2 separate regions of the Canis lupus genome follow, and region 2 is linked to region 1. A link is a contact called in public Hi-C data. All regions are on one chromosome and are shown on one strand. The core of a region is the stretch at or near the end of the contact, and the rest is flanking DNA. Distances in the headings are between cores, read along the strand shown.

Region 1 (3,974 bases), core at 467-2,966:
TTGTTGGGAATCTGTTTACTGATAGAATTGATGCAGCAGGTGGAAGGCAACAAGGCCACCTTGTTGGGTCATCTTATGCATCTTCCTCTCTGTAGAGGATATTTTTCCATTTTTTTTTTCATTCGTATTTTTCGCCAGGGTCATTCCCACCCCCCCACCCCCCAGCATTCTACAATTCTTTTCAAAGTGTCTTTTCATGTGGTTCCAGAGAGGTGATTTGCCCACACCCCAAATAACGCTCTCTGCGCTCAAGCTCCAGAGCTGCATGTCAGTGATTCTCAAATAAATACCTGCTGATCCATACCTTCAGTTTAAATGATTCCTAATGTTATCAGCCCCTCAAATGCTTGAACCCAGAATTTTGGGGGACTGGTTGCCAGCCACAGGACAGTTACCCTCAGGGTGGGGACACGGTTAAGTTTCTGCCCTGGTCTCTTCAGTTGCAGAAAGCACAGAACCTTCCTTATTTCCCACCTTCCCCAGAAGTGGTAGTTAGTAGTTTAGCAGAGTCAAAAAAGGATAGAAATCACACTAGGTCCCAAGCCCATCTCCTCTTCTGGTACACGATTAGGAAAACTTTAAAAATCTCCTGCAAGCTTCTTCTAGGCCTCATGTGCTTTGGCTCTGCCCTCCCCACCTTTTGACTTTATCCTTCCAGTAAAATAAAGAAGGTGAAAGAGCATACACAGCCGGAGTTTCTCTTTCCTTATAGCTTCCCAGCATTTGAGAGAATCATCGTGTTTTAGGCCAGTTGTTTAGTTCATGTTTTTACCACCCACCAAAGAACAGCACAGGATTAAGTTTATATTAATAAATGATGTTCATGACTAGGTTTCTAAATGCCGAAGTTATGATTTATTTTTTTAAACGGGTGGAGAAAGGAGAGCCCCTAAGCCACTGAAAATCCTTGGCTTGACACATTTCAGGGGGCGTTTTGTCCTCTTGGTTTTTTTTTTTTTTTTTGTAGGTACCTCTAATTCTCCTTTGAGTGCTATCACAGTCAACTAAATAAATATTTTGTTGACTATTTACCTTTGTCCATAGCTTCAAACCCTGTGTTTATTTTAGTTGAATTTATTAAAAAAAGAAAAAAAACACCATTTCATGTTCCCCTTTCCTACTCTCTGTTTATAATTGTCCCTGTTTATCCCTCCACCCCATTAAGAGTTTCACAATAAAACCCTGCACCAAATAAATTAAAATCTGCAACTTCAGACACCCAAAGAAGAGGACGTTAATCCACTTAGTAAAATACCCAGACCTCCCCCTCTCAATTTCAGCTCTTGCTAATGTAACATTTAGTAATTGCAGCTGGCTCCTTCGGCTTTCCTCCCTCCCTTTCCTTCTGAATCACATTGGCCTTGTGTAACCTTCATTTCCTCTCCTGCCCCCCGCGTTTGTCCACGTACTTTTCTTTGACCATGTTTGTCTGTCTTTTGCTGCCTGGATTGGAAGCAGCCCATGGAGCTTTCTAAGAGCCTCATACTTTCTGATAAAATCCTGTTCTACCTCCCCATGCACTATTAATGCTTTGTACAGTTTTTATGTATCCTTCACTTAAGGAGTTACTGCTCTAGATTTTTCTGATTGATCATTAAGTTATGCTGGCTTTTGAGAGCTGCCTCCATGATCCTGAAGCAGAGGCTTTTTCCCTTGGCATGCGCTTTGCCTTTTCCTGGCAAGGACAGGCACCTCGGTGCGACTGTGATTCTTAACGTTACGATTCGAGGCTAATTGGTTCAGTTAGGCTTGTGCTATGAGCAGCCCCGGACTCACTGTTTCGGGCTCCGTGAGGTTGTCTGGTTGAAGGGTGTGTTGTAAGCACAAGATGTGATATACTGATATTGTACTTGATTATCAGTTTTCAAAAACAGCTGCATGCTTTGAGATCTGTGTAAGGAAATATCAGAAGATAATATACCATTGGTATTTATTACTCTATAATTAAGGATGTGTCAGTGTTTCCTTTGAAAAAAAACCCCTATTTTCAGAAATTCATATCTCAGGCATAAATTTCCCTATGAATTACAGTCTAATACCATATTAGAAGGATCTTCTTTTGCAGTTATCCCTCCCCTTCCTTTTCTTTCCGGGGAAATAAGTTTCAGGATGTAATTTCTGGGTTATCTATTTGGGATGAGAGGAAGCACTCCTTTGCTTCACAAGTAAAGGTGCTCCTGCGGCCCATGCACCTGCTCCCTCTGTCCTCGGCCCTTTGCAACCGGTGAGATCGTGGGGGCCGCACGAAGGGCCAGCCTTCGATGCGTGGAGGACCGTCACCGCCGTATGTCATCAAAGGCCACAGGGAAGGTTCGGCTGTCCGAAGGCTTGCACGTGCCACAGTCTGAGATTTTCAGTACCGGGAATGGATTCTTGTACATTCTTCCCCTTGTGGCCACTTGGAATACAAATGCGACCACGAGTGACACAAAACCAGTCTATGGACAGGTCCTGGCAACTGATTAATCCACATTCCCTCTGCTGGTAAGGGCAGCAGGAGGAGGAAAGAGGGGAAGAGGGTGGAGAGAGAGCTTTGCCTCTTCTCCTCCTTTAAGGGATGGTGGTCTCGACCAATTGGACTGACTTCTGCCCGAGGTTGTTCTAGACCTGCCTCTACTGGCACGGGAGCCACGGCAACTCGGCTTCTTGTTAGGGCCTCAGTCTCCCCACAGGCTTCAAAAACAAATGCTGACCAGGAGGGCCAGGAAAGTTACGGGTATAAGGGCAGCTGAGTGGAAAGACCACAGGGAGTGGCAGGCCCATGGTGGCTGTTGAGGCCTGTGCAATAATAGTAATAATCCAGACACTTAAAACATTGGCCTCACGGCATGGTCTCTCATGCCTCTTTTTAAGACCAGCCATGTGGGTCATGAAGCATCCCCCTGCTACCCTCCGCACTCCCTTGCCTAGGGGTCCAGCAGTCATGCTCACTGACCTTGGTGCTTCCTGAAAGACACACGGGTGACGGGGACATTATCTCCCATGGGAGGGAGGCTTATACAACAAGTCTCTGTTTCTACAACATAGTCTGGCTCCTAAGTGTGCCATTATAGGATCCCTTGGTTTTCTCATTGGGGAAATAATGGAAATATTAAATTTTTAAATATAAAGGATTTCAACTTCTTGGAGAAAGGTATCACACAAGCATTCCCAGAAGTGGCTTCCAGCACATCACCTTAGGTCCACTGTTTAAATGCAGTAATTGAGGAGAGTAAAACAAAGCCTCTTAGATCATCTCCCACGAATCATCAGTTCCTTCTATCCGTTTATGAGAAGAATTATGATCCTGTCTTAGGGTTGAAACTCATAACCATAGAGCTGCAAGAGAGAAGAGGGAATCACTTAGGTAATGATAATAGGAGGATCCCTGAAGACACTGACCCCAAATTCCACTGTAGCAAAACGGGCTGTAGGGTGAGCAAGGGTCCCACTCCCTGAAGTCATACGTACCTCCTATGCAGCTAGGGAATTCCAAAAACATGAGGGAAGAAGCTCCTTCTCATGGATTCCAAGGAAGGACAGAGTTGGGCAACTGACCCTGTCACTGAGGAAGAAAGGGAACGGGCACCAGTACGGGAGGCGGGGAGTGTGGTTAGGAGCTCAGACAGCTCTGTGCTGCACCACACAGCTTGAATTTTCCAGGATGTCAAGACTGGCTCATGTAACATCTCCCTTTATCTTCTTCTCATTATCTTTCAAAAGGGAGTTTACAGAACTATGGTTTTCCATGTTGAGTTTGTAACGTTATAGGAATTAATGAGAAGTGGTGGTCAGTAGCCCCAGGAAAAAGGGACCCAGGGATCATCAAGTCAGCCGTTTTCAAAGTATGATTTGTTTCAGGATTCAGGGTAAGTCCTGGGCTCCTGGTTGAGGGGAAAGTCTTCTCATGCAAAACTGGCAGTTAGGGCAGTTTCTCCAACCATCTGAAGGGAAATGGTTTTCTGACCAGATCAACAGTCTAGAGTCAAGGAATG
Region 2 (3,974 bases), core at 918-3,417, 580 kb after region 1:
GCCGCGGACTCCGGCAAGAAACTTTGAGGCCGGCGGCGGCGCAGCCCGGGCCCCCCCACCCCCCGCCCGCCCGCGCCCGTCCGCCCGCCCGCCGCCCCGCCCCCGCCCCCCGCCCCCCGCGGGTCCCGCGCCCCGGCCCCCGGCCCCGGCCCCGGCCCCGGCCCCCGCCCCCGCCCCGCCCTGCCCGGCCCGGCGCTCCCGCAGCGCGGCCGGGGACCCGCGGACCGGGCGGCGGAGCGCGGCGGAGGGCGGCGGGGACCCCGCGGGCGAGCCTCTCCCGGGCGCTCCCGCCGGCGCCCCATCCCCCCCCCCCCCGGGCGCCCCGGGTCCCCGCTCCGCGCGCTCCGGCTCCGGCTCCGGCTCCCGCTCCCGCTCCCGCTCCGGCCCCGGGAGAGGCTCGCCCGCGGGGTCCCCGCCGCCCGCCCGCCGCCGCCCGCCCGCCGCCGCCGCCTCGCCGGCCCTTCCCGGCCCCCCCTCCCCGCGGCCCGCGCCGCCGAGCAGCCCGGAAAAGTTTGGTCCGGGCCGCTTCTTACCGTTCTTCCTCCTGGGATTGGCTTGTTTGCGCCTCTTGCACCGGGGGCCATCCGCCATGATCGGCTGCTTCATTGATAAGCGCGGATCAGATGGCAGCTCGCATGGACTCGGCGCCCTGCTCCGGCAGCACGCAGGCTCGATCTAGCAAACCAAACAGCGACAGTGTGGGCATCGCCGCGCCGCCGCCGCCGCCGCCGCCGCCGCCGCCCGGGGACAGGCCGGCCCGGCCAGCGCCCCCCCCGGCCCCGGCACCCGGCACCCGGCACCCGGCACCCGGCGCCCGGCGCCCGGCACCCACCCCTGCGCCAAAGCGAAACTTCGGCGGCCCCCTCCCCGCCCCCCGCCCCCCCCCACCCCCACCCCCCACCCCCACCCCCACCCCACCCCGCCCCCCGCGGGCCCCGAGGCGCTTTGTGTGCGTTCCTGGGCGCCGCGCTGCGCCCGCGAGGGGGGCCCCGGAGCCCCGGACCCGGACCCGGCCCCGGACCCGCCGCCGCGCCCCCCGGGGCCCCGCCGCGCCACCGACCGACCCCGGCCCGGCCCGGCCCGGCCCGGCCCCCGCCCCCGCCCCGCGCACCCCCCCCCGCCCCGCGCACCCCCCCCGCCCCCCCGCCCCGCGACCCGGGGCGACGCCGGCCTGCCTCGCGCTCGCGTCCCCATCCCGCGCGCCCCCCCACCCCCACACACAACCCCGTCCCCCCCGGAGGAGACACACAAACAAACAAACAACAGCCCCCGGATGAAGCACACTCGGGCAAATTGATAACAGTAATTATGGGGAGCCCGCTCGCCCCGCGCCCCCTCCCTCCCTCCCTGCGCTCCCCTCCGCTCCCCTCCGCTCCCCTCCCCTCCCCGGGAGTCCATCGAGGCTGTCTCCATCCCCCCCACACCCCACACACACACCCACCGCCACCCCGGTCCCCCGCCCCCAAATTAAGATTTCCCATTTCACGCCGAAATAAGAAGTATAATTATAAGCCTCTTTGGACACCAGCGCTTCCCACCTCCCCCCTACACACACACACACACACACACACACACACACACACACCCCTACACACCTCCCCCCCCACCGCCACTTTGACAATATTTACTTAAGTATTTTCCCCCACCTCATTCACACACATGCTCCCCTACACTGCTTCCCTTAAATACTTCCAGTAGAATTTCTCTTTCTTTTTTTTTTCTTTCCTTTTCTTTTCTTTCTTTCTTTCTTTCTTTTTTTTTTTTCTTCTATCCCCTCAAGAAAGGAAAGAGAAAGTCCAACCGCTACGGCAATACTTTGAAGCTCTACTTAAATGATCGTATCCTTTCTGGCTTCGAAACTTTTGTACCTAAAAATCGAGAGAGGCGCTGCATTTTTTTTTTTTTTTTTTCCCCTTCAGCTGAAACTGTCAAAACTTGGAGAAGGGGAACCTCGGAGGCAGGCAGCAGAGGTGGAGAATCCCGAAACTCGGTGGAGGTTGGGAAGATGCTGTGCCTCGAGGATTAGTTTAAACAGGGGCTATAAAAGATGTAACAGATGCAAACTGTAACACAAGGGCCATTAACCCTTCCTCTGCCGGGCACACTCAGTCCCCACGCCCCGCACCTATTGTCTCCTGTGCTCAAAGCTTTGCAGAAAACCTGGAAAGTGAGTATCAGTTTCCACACATTTGCTGAGAGGAGTGTGGTGGTGGTTAGTGGGGGGGGGGGGGGCGGCGAGGCAGAGAGAAGGGGAAGTGGATGGTTTAGAAAGCACCTTGAATTTAACCTAGGCATAGAGGGTGACTTTTAAGTCTGACACATTTTGTCATTTCCTGGCTCTCCTATTGATTTGAAATTGTTGGGAAAAATCCTGAAATCAGGAAACGGTCACACAAGTGTCTGGGATGAAACAGCTGGCCTGTCTGTATTCATGCTGAGACTTACACACGATTGCATATAAATACATGTTTAATAAAGTAAGCTGCTAGTTTTATGAGCCTGTGTGTGTGTGTGTGTGTGTGTGTGTGTGTGTGTGTGAGAGAGAGAGAGAGAGAGAGAGAGAGAGGGAGAGAGACAGGGCATTTGTGCTGTAAACTTTATCTTCTGCCTGTTATTTCTAACTCTGGAGTTAGTAATCTTGCCTTCATCATTACAGGGGGAGCATGGAAAATATATAAGTAGGTGGGAGATAAACACATTCACGTTAGCCGGGCTCATCACTGTTCCTGGGAACTCCTGCTATCTCTCTCTCGACTTTTCGGTGCCAAAGTAGGGAATGGGATATGTGTGTGCATGTGTCTCCTGCTCGATCCACGTCTCTATTACTTTGCCATTTAAAACACAATTCCAAAAGTTACCCTTAATTTACAACTCTGATATCCTGACAGCAGCTTTCTTCCCAGCTGTAGTGACCCCCCACCCCCCACCCCACATACACACTTTGGTAAACGACTCAAGTTCCATGAGGACTTTCACTTCTTTATTTATCATCACAGAAATGAGGTGTTACTTCACATACATACACACACAAAGAATAAAATAAAGAAATGAAACTCGCTAAGCAGACAAAAACAGGCAACTTTCTGCTTAGAAAACAGCCTTCTCCGGTGGGAGAGGATGCAGTGCCATATCTAAGAGAAAGACATGCCCCTGAATTTGGTGGGTTTGTATCGATCAAGTTTTGTCATTACTAACAGGTTATCTGCCAAGTTTTAATTGCTGAATACAATGTACTGGAGCTAGATGCAAAAAAAAAAAAAAAAAAAAAAAGAAAAAAAAACCCACAAAAAAAAACAAAACAGGGTTAGATTCTCTCCCCCTGGAGGAGTTTTCCTTCCACCATGTAGTTCTCAATAAAACTTTTCCTCGGCTGGGTAGCAAAAGGCACCTTTGGTTACCTGAATGGACAGGTACAGGGCAAATTATTTGGAGGAGGAAAAGGGAGAGGAAAGCAGGGAGAGGGAGCGGGAGTGCCAGAGAAATCCACGAAGTCACTCTTGGGAAAAGCTTGCCATAAAGGAGCTAAACCCACCTGAAATTCCTGCCCACGGACACTCCTTCTCACTCCAGACTCCCATCCCCACTTAAAAGGAGGAAAAAAAAAATCATAAAAGGAGGGTGGGGGGGGGATGACCGTACCAAAAAGGAATAAAAAAGAGAGAAAGGGGGGAGAGAGAGAGAAAGAGAGAGAGAGAGAAGAAAAAAAAAAAAAAAACCTACCTGCGAAGTCTTGTTTGTAGTTTTGGCCAGAAATGGTGAGAAGAAAAAGCATGAAGAAGCCGCGAAGTGTGGGGGAGAAAAAGGTGGAAGCGAAGAAACAGCTCCCGGAGCAAACTGTACAAAACCTCGCCAAGAGTGTCGGGAGGCAGGACCGTTATTCCTGCGGAGCAGGTTAGAACTGATCTCTTTCGGCCACTCCAGGAAACACAAACCTGGGGACGGACTGACGTGTTACGCCTCTTCTAATGACATTT

Evidence for each region. A called contact is a pair of places that touch in the nucleus more often than the background predicts.
Region 2: a contact with region 1 is called in a Hi-C map of amygdala, with 4 times the contacts expected there. The contact joins the promoter of ZEB2 here to the enhancer-like site in region 1. A contact is called at or near these places in 2 of 9 Hi-C or Micro-C datasets (amygdala and skin fibroblasts).

The regions. Positions count from the first base shown.
Region 1 is chr19:47,616,010-47,619,983 of UU_Cfam_GSD_1.0, forward strand. It overlaps GTDC1 (glycosyltransferase-like domain-containing protein 1), which reads right to left. Exons shown (of 11, transcript XM_038565123.1): 11 at 837-3,318. The coding sequence ends at 3,292. Among named protein-coding and RNA genes, the nearest start is that of GTDC1, 390 kb to the right of the region's middle. Within about 2 kb of position 1,717, at least 3 of the 20 cell types and tissues checked have an H3K27ac peak or open chromatin away from gene starts, as enhancers often do.
Region 2 is chr19:48,198,235-48,202,208 of UU_Cfam_GSD_1.0, forward strand. It overlaps ZEB2 (zinc finger E-box-binding homeobox 2), which reads right to left and starts at 2,168. Exons shown (of 10, transcript XM_038565130.1): 1 at 1,647-2,168; 2 at 534-675. The coding sequence starts at 1,661. LOC119864491 (a long non-coding RNA gene) reads left to right here and starts at 1,207. Exons shown (of 4, transcript XR_005374283.1): 1 at 1,207-1,302; 2 at 1,920-2,167; 3 at 3,741-3,891.